Regions from separate parts of the Mus musculus genome. Here region 2 is linked to region 1. The links are chromatin contacts, called in public Hi-C maps. All regions are on one chromosome and are shown on one strand. The core of a region is the stretch at or near the end of the contact, and the rest is flanking DNA. Distances in the headings are between cores, read along the strand shown. Region 1 holds the start of Ces1f (carboxylesterase 1F). Region 2 holds the start of Ces1g (carboxylesterase 1G).

Region 1 (3,408 bases), core at 452-2,951:
CAACGAAATAGAAGGATGGATAAAAACCTTAAATAAATAGGAATCATACAACCCAGCAGGTTCTAGCAGGTTAAAAAAAGATGCATAGTGAGCTACACATCGCTGCCGACTTAGCACGTTTCCATCACGCCTCAGACAAATGCAAAACCCAAATGCAGGCTCCCCAGCCTTGGCAGCTCTCCATTGCCCCTTCATCTCCTTTCCCTCAGCAACCAGCCCTCATTGTTCATCTTTATGTTCTGGAACCTTCACGCAACTGGAAGCCTAAAGCCTATTAGCTTCATGACTGGCTTCTTTTATTTTTCATAATTTCAAGTTATGGCAGCACCTGCTCTTACAAACAATATTCAGTGAGGGACACAGGTGACCAATTTATTTATTGTTCAGTTCATGAACATTTATTTGGGCTGTTTCTGCCCCTTAAAATATTAGAAATAAATGCTCTTTGTACAGATAGTTTTTTACTGCTCATGGTTTTAATTATTGTAGGTATGTTAGTAGGACTGGAACTCTCTGCCTAGCTATCAGAGAAACTAAGTCTTTAAACTAAGTGATAATCTATAACTTGTGTTTTCCTCTCCTGAGCTGATCCTCTCTATTTCCTGATCACACAGTGATGCCCACAGCTACTTTGAGTGGAGCTATGGCATTTGCTTAGCCAGCTGTACCAGACTGTATTCAACCAAAGCACTGTCCTAAGGCATTTGATGGTCCTAGGAAGGGGATCTCAGCAGCTTCCTTCAATAGCACCTTGTGAAAGACCCTCTCCCAAGTGCATGCTTATACCGTAGCCCCATGGTTTGCAGCTTGGACACATATGCCAGACTCTTCCTGACCTCACATCTGTTCTGGTTAATATTCAAAGTATTCCTGGATCAATGGGCAGGTAGGTGGTAAAAGCCAAGGATTTTGAAATGGAGTTGAATTATTATAAGAAAGATCTATACCTAAAGTTCTGCCCTGAACTGAGTGAGTTCCCAAACTTGGTTGCATGTGGCCCAAGATAGGGCCACTTGGCAAGATGACTATACAAATAATCTAAACTTCTCCAAGGAGGGTAGTTGAAGCTTAACGTTGTTACCAAACACAAGAGTCCAAAATGCTAGAAAAGGGAGGCAGAGACATGTGCCCTGATCTCCCTGGTGAACAGCTGTGGAGCTGTGAATTTCTCTAAAAAATTTCAGCCTGTTATAAGAATCCCCCCACCTCACTAAAGCTTTTCACTGCCTGGAGGTATTTGCTTGACTTTGAGATCTCCTGGCACTCTGAAGCGAGAGTGTTACAAGGAAAAATATTTATGAAAGAAGTGGGAGGGAGTGGGTAGGGGAGCAGGGTGGGGGGAGAGTATAGGGGACTTTTGGAATAGCATTTGAAATGTAAATGAAGAAAATATCTAATAAAAAGTTTTTTTTTTTAAAAGAAGCTGTTGATCTGTCATCTGAGAGTTTCATACTAATTGTTTATATATAAGACAGCTAATGCTGGGTGCATGAGTGTTCAGATAAAGCAGGGTAAACTTGGAAGAGCTGTGGCTAAGGAAGAGAAAGAGGTGTTTGTGTGTGTGTGTGTGTGTGTGTGTGTGTGTGTGTGTGTGTGTGTGTAGTTCTGTATTGTGTAATTGGGCTCTGTGGGCAGGACTCCTGGGAGGTTCCCAGGATGTGGGCAGGACCTTACACACCCCTTCCTTGTGGATCAGAGTTAGAAGGTCCATTGACTTGGGAGCCTGTCCATGCAAGATGTTCCTTAGCACTCTGTTCCTGGTGTCTCTAGCAACCTGTGTGATTTGCGGTGAGTACTTTTGAAATACAAATTTGTGGGGGACACAAAGAGTAGCAGGGTTGTGCATAGAGCACAGACAAGACAGATTTAGTTCTGCAGGAGAACTCACTCTCCAGACTTGGATTTGCCTCTAAGTGGCCTACACCATGGTGCAGGACACTCTGAGATCAAGAGACACTAAAATCCCTGAGTCCCTGCAGCACACTTAGGTACAGAGGACGAAGAGCCAACTCCAGCACAAGAGGAATCAAGACAGGTTGGTTCCCTTACTTCACTGGACTATAGAGGATTAGTTGGTTTCATTTCTAAAGCTTTTTAGGTACACTTGCAATAGGATGCCCCTTCATGCCTTTACATGTAGTGGGTCCTCCATTATTAATACATAATACATAAATATAGGATGTACTAATAGAAAATACACAGTATGGTCAAGCTAGCACATCAGGACCAAATAGTCATTGAAAAACCACTTTGTTGTTCATTTTCCCCAAGAAGAAAGTCATAGTACTAAGGTAGGGGGGACAGGACGTGCCAGGTCAGTGAGGAGGCTCAGGCTGGGGAGCCTGTAGCAAATGCCTCTTTTGTTAGCATTTCAAGGAACTTTAGGGAACAGTGCACATCTCAAGTGTCTGGTACCAGGTTCAGGGTAATGAGGGCAGATGGACAGGCAGACAGTAGTCCATGCTATCATAAAGGAGATGTTTAGTTAGGGTCATGCCTCTGAAATTGATAGACTCTGAGAGAGACAGTTCCCAAGAGTCATGATAGCCTCCTAAACATCAGATACATGAGTTAAATTCATGGTAAATATGTGGTTATAGCATTGATTTCAATGTATATCTGTGCCATTAATAGGTGGCCTGTAAAAACTGGTATGTTCTTCCAAGTTTATCTGGCAAATCATGTCCAGGGCTGTCTCTAGCACTTAAATACAGAGCCAGTACTCAGCAATCAATCCCTTAAATGCCTCACCCTGTGTGGACAGGTGACGTTGAGAGAGGCCTGGAACTGAAGGACCCAGATTTGAAGCAGAACATGCCTTTGCTGCTGGTTACCCTGGCAACGGCATACTCTCCATTTTTAGGAACTCCACACAGGATTGATTCTTCCAAGTTAAATAGACACACCAATAGTTACCTAGAAAGACGATATTGTTATGAATTCAAGAAACTGGGATGTACCTCTGGTATACAGTAGGCATTACATGTGTGTGCAATGTTGTAAGTCATAGCTTCTGTTGGCAATGTTCTCACCCTACCCCCACCCCTTGCATGCAAGCACATTTTGCTCTAGGTAATCCTGTTGAAAGTTCATAGTTAATTCAGCCATGCCTAGTCACCTATAATCAGACTTTGCCCTCTTTCATCTCGGAAGTATTTTTTTATCCCTCCTCCTCCTGGTCATCCTCCTCCCCCTCCTCCCCCTCCTCCTGCTCCTCTTCCTCCTCTTCCTCCTCTTCCTCCTCCTCCCTCTCCTCCTCCTCTTAAGGCTTCCATGGTTCATGCCTTCTCCTGCCAGAACTCTTGGTGGGTGTTCTCACTCAGCTATAGCTGTGCCTCTCTGTGATCTTGGCTCTCTCTCTTATGTTACACTCTTATAGTGGATGGAGTCTCTCTCTCTCTCTCTCTC
Region 2 (3,408 bases), core at 664-3,163, 57 kb before region 1:
GACATTTAGAAACAAATTAATCTGTCTTCACCTGACATTCAGCAGAGACTATTACCCTAACAGAAAATGGATTTCTCTCTTCCAAAGGGCTGCTGGGTCTTAGATCTATAGTATACATGCTATTTTCACATGTGGGATTTAGAATTGTGTGTGTGTGGAGGGGGCGAGGCAAGGAAGGGGAGAGGGAGGGAGAGGACAGTAACTAGAGATGGGACTCTTATAAATGAGGAAAATATCCTTAGAGAGTTGAGATCATTGAAAATCTTGAAGGCTCGACTGATTCAAGGCTTTCTCAGAAGCCCTAATGTATAGAGAAGGAACATAGCTCTTTCTCTAAACCAGGAACAAGTTTGGCAGAGCCAGTAATAGCCTGAACCCAGGGACATGAGAGCTTTTTCCTGATGTAGGAGAAGGAACACATTTACTTATCTAAAACCAAGAATTTACTTAGTAGAGACATTAATGGCTTGGATCCAGCACCTTGGGGAAGCTGTGGCTTTGGATCCTGAAAACCTAATTCTTCCTTCTATATTTATGGTTACAAGTCCCAATGCCACTGTGTGTTGGTCTCAAGCTTTTCAGATACCCTGCATTTCTCTTTTGCAACATTGCTTGATTAACTTCCTGCTGACTTCATCTCATTGTAAGATTGTTTCTGCTGGCTCTATCTGATTTCTCTCCCAGGGATAGTATATAAGATGCTATACTTCTTAGTAAATTTGCTTGGCATAACCCACTGCTTGTGTAAGATTTCTTAAGCCCATCTTTTCTATCTCCTTAACTCTGACACCCTGCACCTTGTTTCTCAGGACTCTATCATTCAGGAATGAATTGCTGGCCTAGGTCAGAAACCCACATGGCACAAAAGCTCAGAGGTTAGCCAGCTGGGAGGAGAACAGGGATAAACAAGAAGGGTGTGCGAGGGCAAAGTGGGAGGAGGACAAAAAAGGAAATAAATTTAAGGCATATTTATGAAAGTGCCACAATACTGCCTACAAATGATTTTAAAGAAGATACTGTAGACCCTTAGGCAGAACAGAACCCCAAACACATAGCTAAATTAGAAAATGATGCTGCACATGTTGCCTTGGTTACATGAGTGTGGGGCAGTTTAGTCTCTCACTGAAGAAAACTACATTCACAGATATCTGGGGGTGGGGGTGAGGGTGGTAATAGAGTGCTAGGCTTGCAGTTTTCCTTTCCCATTTTCTTTCCTGTAGAAGGAAATGCTAGTCATTGTGGTTAATGTTTGAATAATGGACGGATAATGAATAGGCAGATAATTAGACTATGGAGGGATACCTACTATGGGGAGAAACTGTCTCCAAACCCCTGTTCTTTAAAATAGTGATCTCTCTGACCTTAGAGTAGAGTAGAAGAAGACAGAGCACTTGATAGGAGTATTGTAAGGGCAGTATTTAGACATCAGCAGACCCTGGATAAAGTATAAAGACCAACCATGGGTCTAGAACTCAAGGAAGCACAAGCCCAGGGATGCCAAGAGATGTATTCAGATCATGGATCTGAGATGTTTGGAGGTTTTGATTTGTTCTAAAATTTATCATTGTTTACTGGAGATGTCAAATCAAAGCTTTTCCCTGTCTGAAGGCCTGCTGTGCTACTCTCTGCCTTTGGGAGGCCGACAGAACACTGAGGTTTGAATTCCAAAGGGGAGAAACATTATGTAAGATGTTCCTTGGTTAGTTTATGGACCTCTGTTATCTGAGAGCTGTCCAATGGCTGGTCAAATAAGAGAGAGAGTTTGTTTAAACTCTAGGTCGGTGTGACTAAGAAGTCCCATTAGGCGCCCAGAGAGCTCTCAGTCAGGAATTTTCATTTGGTGATTCTATGCAAATTGGCTTAGTGGGCAGGATTTCAGGCATGAGTTTATAGCTGTGGGGCAGGATCAGTGCATTATCTCCACCACCAGACACCTCACTAGACCCCAGAGCTGCTATTCTTCCATGATGTGGCTCTGTGCTTTGAGTCTGATCTCTCTCACTGCTTGCTTGAGTCTGGGTGAGTACTTCCGGGTGCACATTTGAAATTCTTTGTCCTGGGCCTTGGTGAATGCAGATGCATTCAGGAAAATTAAAAACAGATCCCATTTCTTAGAGGTGTTCATCCGCCAGACATGGACAGAATACACCAGTTACTCTAAGCTGAGGGCTTTGGAGTTTTATGTCCTTGAGTGAGGAATTTAATTTTGCCGTGCCTGCTTCTTCCCCATTGGGTTGCAGTCCAGTGTGAAATGAACAATTTTCTGTAACACTCTGAATACCGGCTGGTCTAGGGGATATTATATATATATATATATGTGCTTTAAAGTAGAGTATATCCATAGGAAGTTTGACTTGTAGAATTAGCCAAGAACTGTTGAGCATTGAAAAGGTAATTTCTTCCTGAAAATTTCCCGAAAAGGGGTGGGGCAAAGCAACGAAGTTATGGCAGAGGGAGATGCACTGGGTTATTAAGAAGGCTGAGGCAGAATGGAAGCTGCTGTCAAAGGTCTTTGTCATGGTTTACCCTGGAAAGAAGAGGGGAGACAGGGGACAGTGATGTAGCCTTTCCTAGTTGGGATAATTTCAGAGAATTTGAAGATTTAGAAGTTAGTCTATAAATTTCTGATATACATCTCCAGATCATTGCGTAACTCTTTCCTCTCATTATAGAAGTGTCTACTATAGCATAGAATCTTGGAAGTCACACAAAATAGCAATGCTGTTACCTATGGACATTTTAACACATATGTGTCTCAGGAAAGATACCTCATTGTGTCTGGTAACCTAAAAGCAAAGAGACTAAGCATAGGGCTTTCCTCAGTGCATGGCATGATTTTTTTATAACACTGTTTATAGCACTATCAGCTACTCTTGATAACAGACACTCTCAAAACTATGGTGGGCTTGTTGCATTGTTAAATCATTGGCCTTGAAGGAAAAACATCTCAAATAAAACATACCTTAAGTCAGAGATCCACAGCAGGCAGAAAGAGAACAAATGAGAAGCTGTGGGGAGATGAGGGAAAGACTTCACAGAGCAAGAATAGAGCTGAGGCAGTAGTTATGCAAAAGTCCAATACCCAAATTTTCTCCCTCTGCATGATCATGCTTAATGTTATGACTCGCCTCTTCTAGAACCTGAGTGATCCCATAGCTATTTATTGTGATTATTTACCCACTACATAAAGCTCCTTAACTAGGTATTTGGTATCCTTCTTTACACATCCCCAATAACACAGGATTATAATCTCTCCCCTTGGACTGACCTGGTCATATTCATATGCCATTTTCTTTTCCCAGAAGTGCCTTGCATGGTGCTGTCTCTAGCCCTCTGTGCTCCATGCTTATTCTTCATTTACTCTCATTTTGTCATCTCCCTGCTCTTCTCTGAGTCTGATGTTCTCAA

What was found. Hi-C and Micro-C count contacts between places; a contact is called where the count stands out from the background.
Region 2: a contact with region 1 is called in a Hi-C map of liver, with 3 times the contacts expected there. The contact joins the promoter of Ces1g here to the promoter of Ces1f in region 1. A contact is called at or near these places in 2 of 39 promoter capture datasets (both in liver), 6 of 484 Hi-C or Micro-C datasets (all in liver), 5 of 115 datasets of contacts at active chromatin or transcription factors (embryonic stem cells, hepatocytes, intestinal villus epithelium and 2 more) and 3 of 9 other capture datasets (adipose tissue, liver and pancreatic islet).

Annotation. Positions count from the first base shown.
Region 1 is chr8:93,278,029-93,281,436 of GRCm38.p6, reverse strand. Ces1f (carboxylesterase 1F) reads left to right here and starts at 1,701. Exons shown (of 14, transcript NM_144930.2): 1 at 1,701-1,788. The coding sequence starts at 1,737.
Region 2 is chr8:93,335,714-93,339,121 of GRCm38.p6, reverse strand. It overlaps Ces1g (carboxylesterase 1G), which reads left to right and starts at 1,913. Exons shown (of 14, transcript NM_021456.4): 1 at 1,913-2,019. The coding sequence starts at 1,968.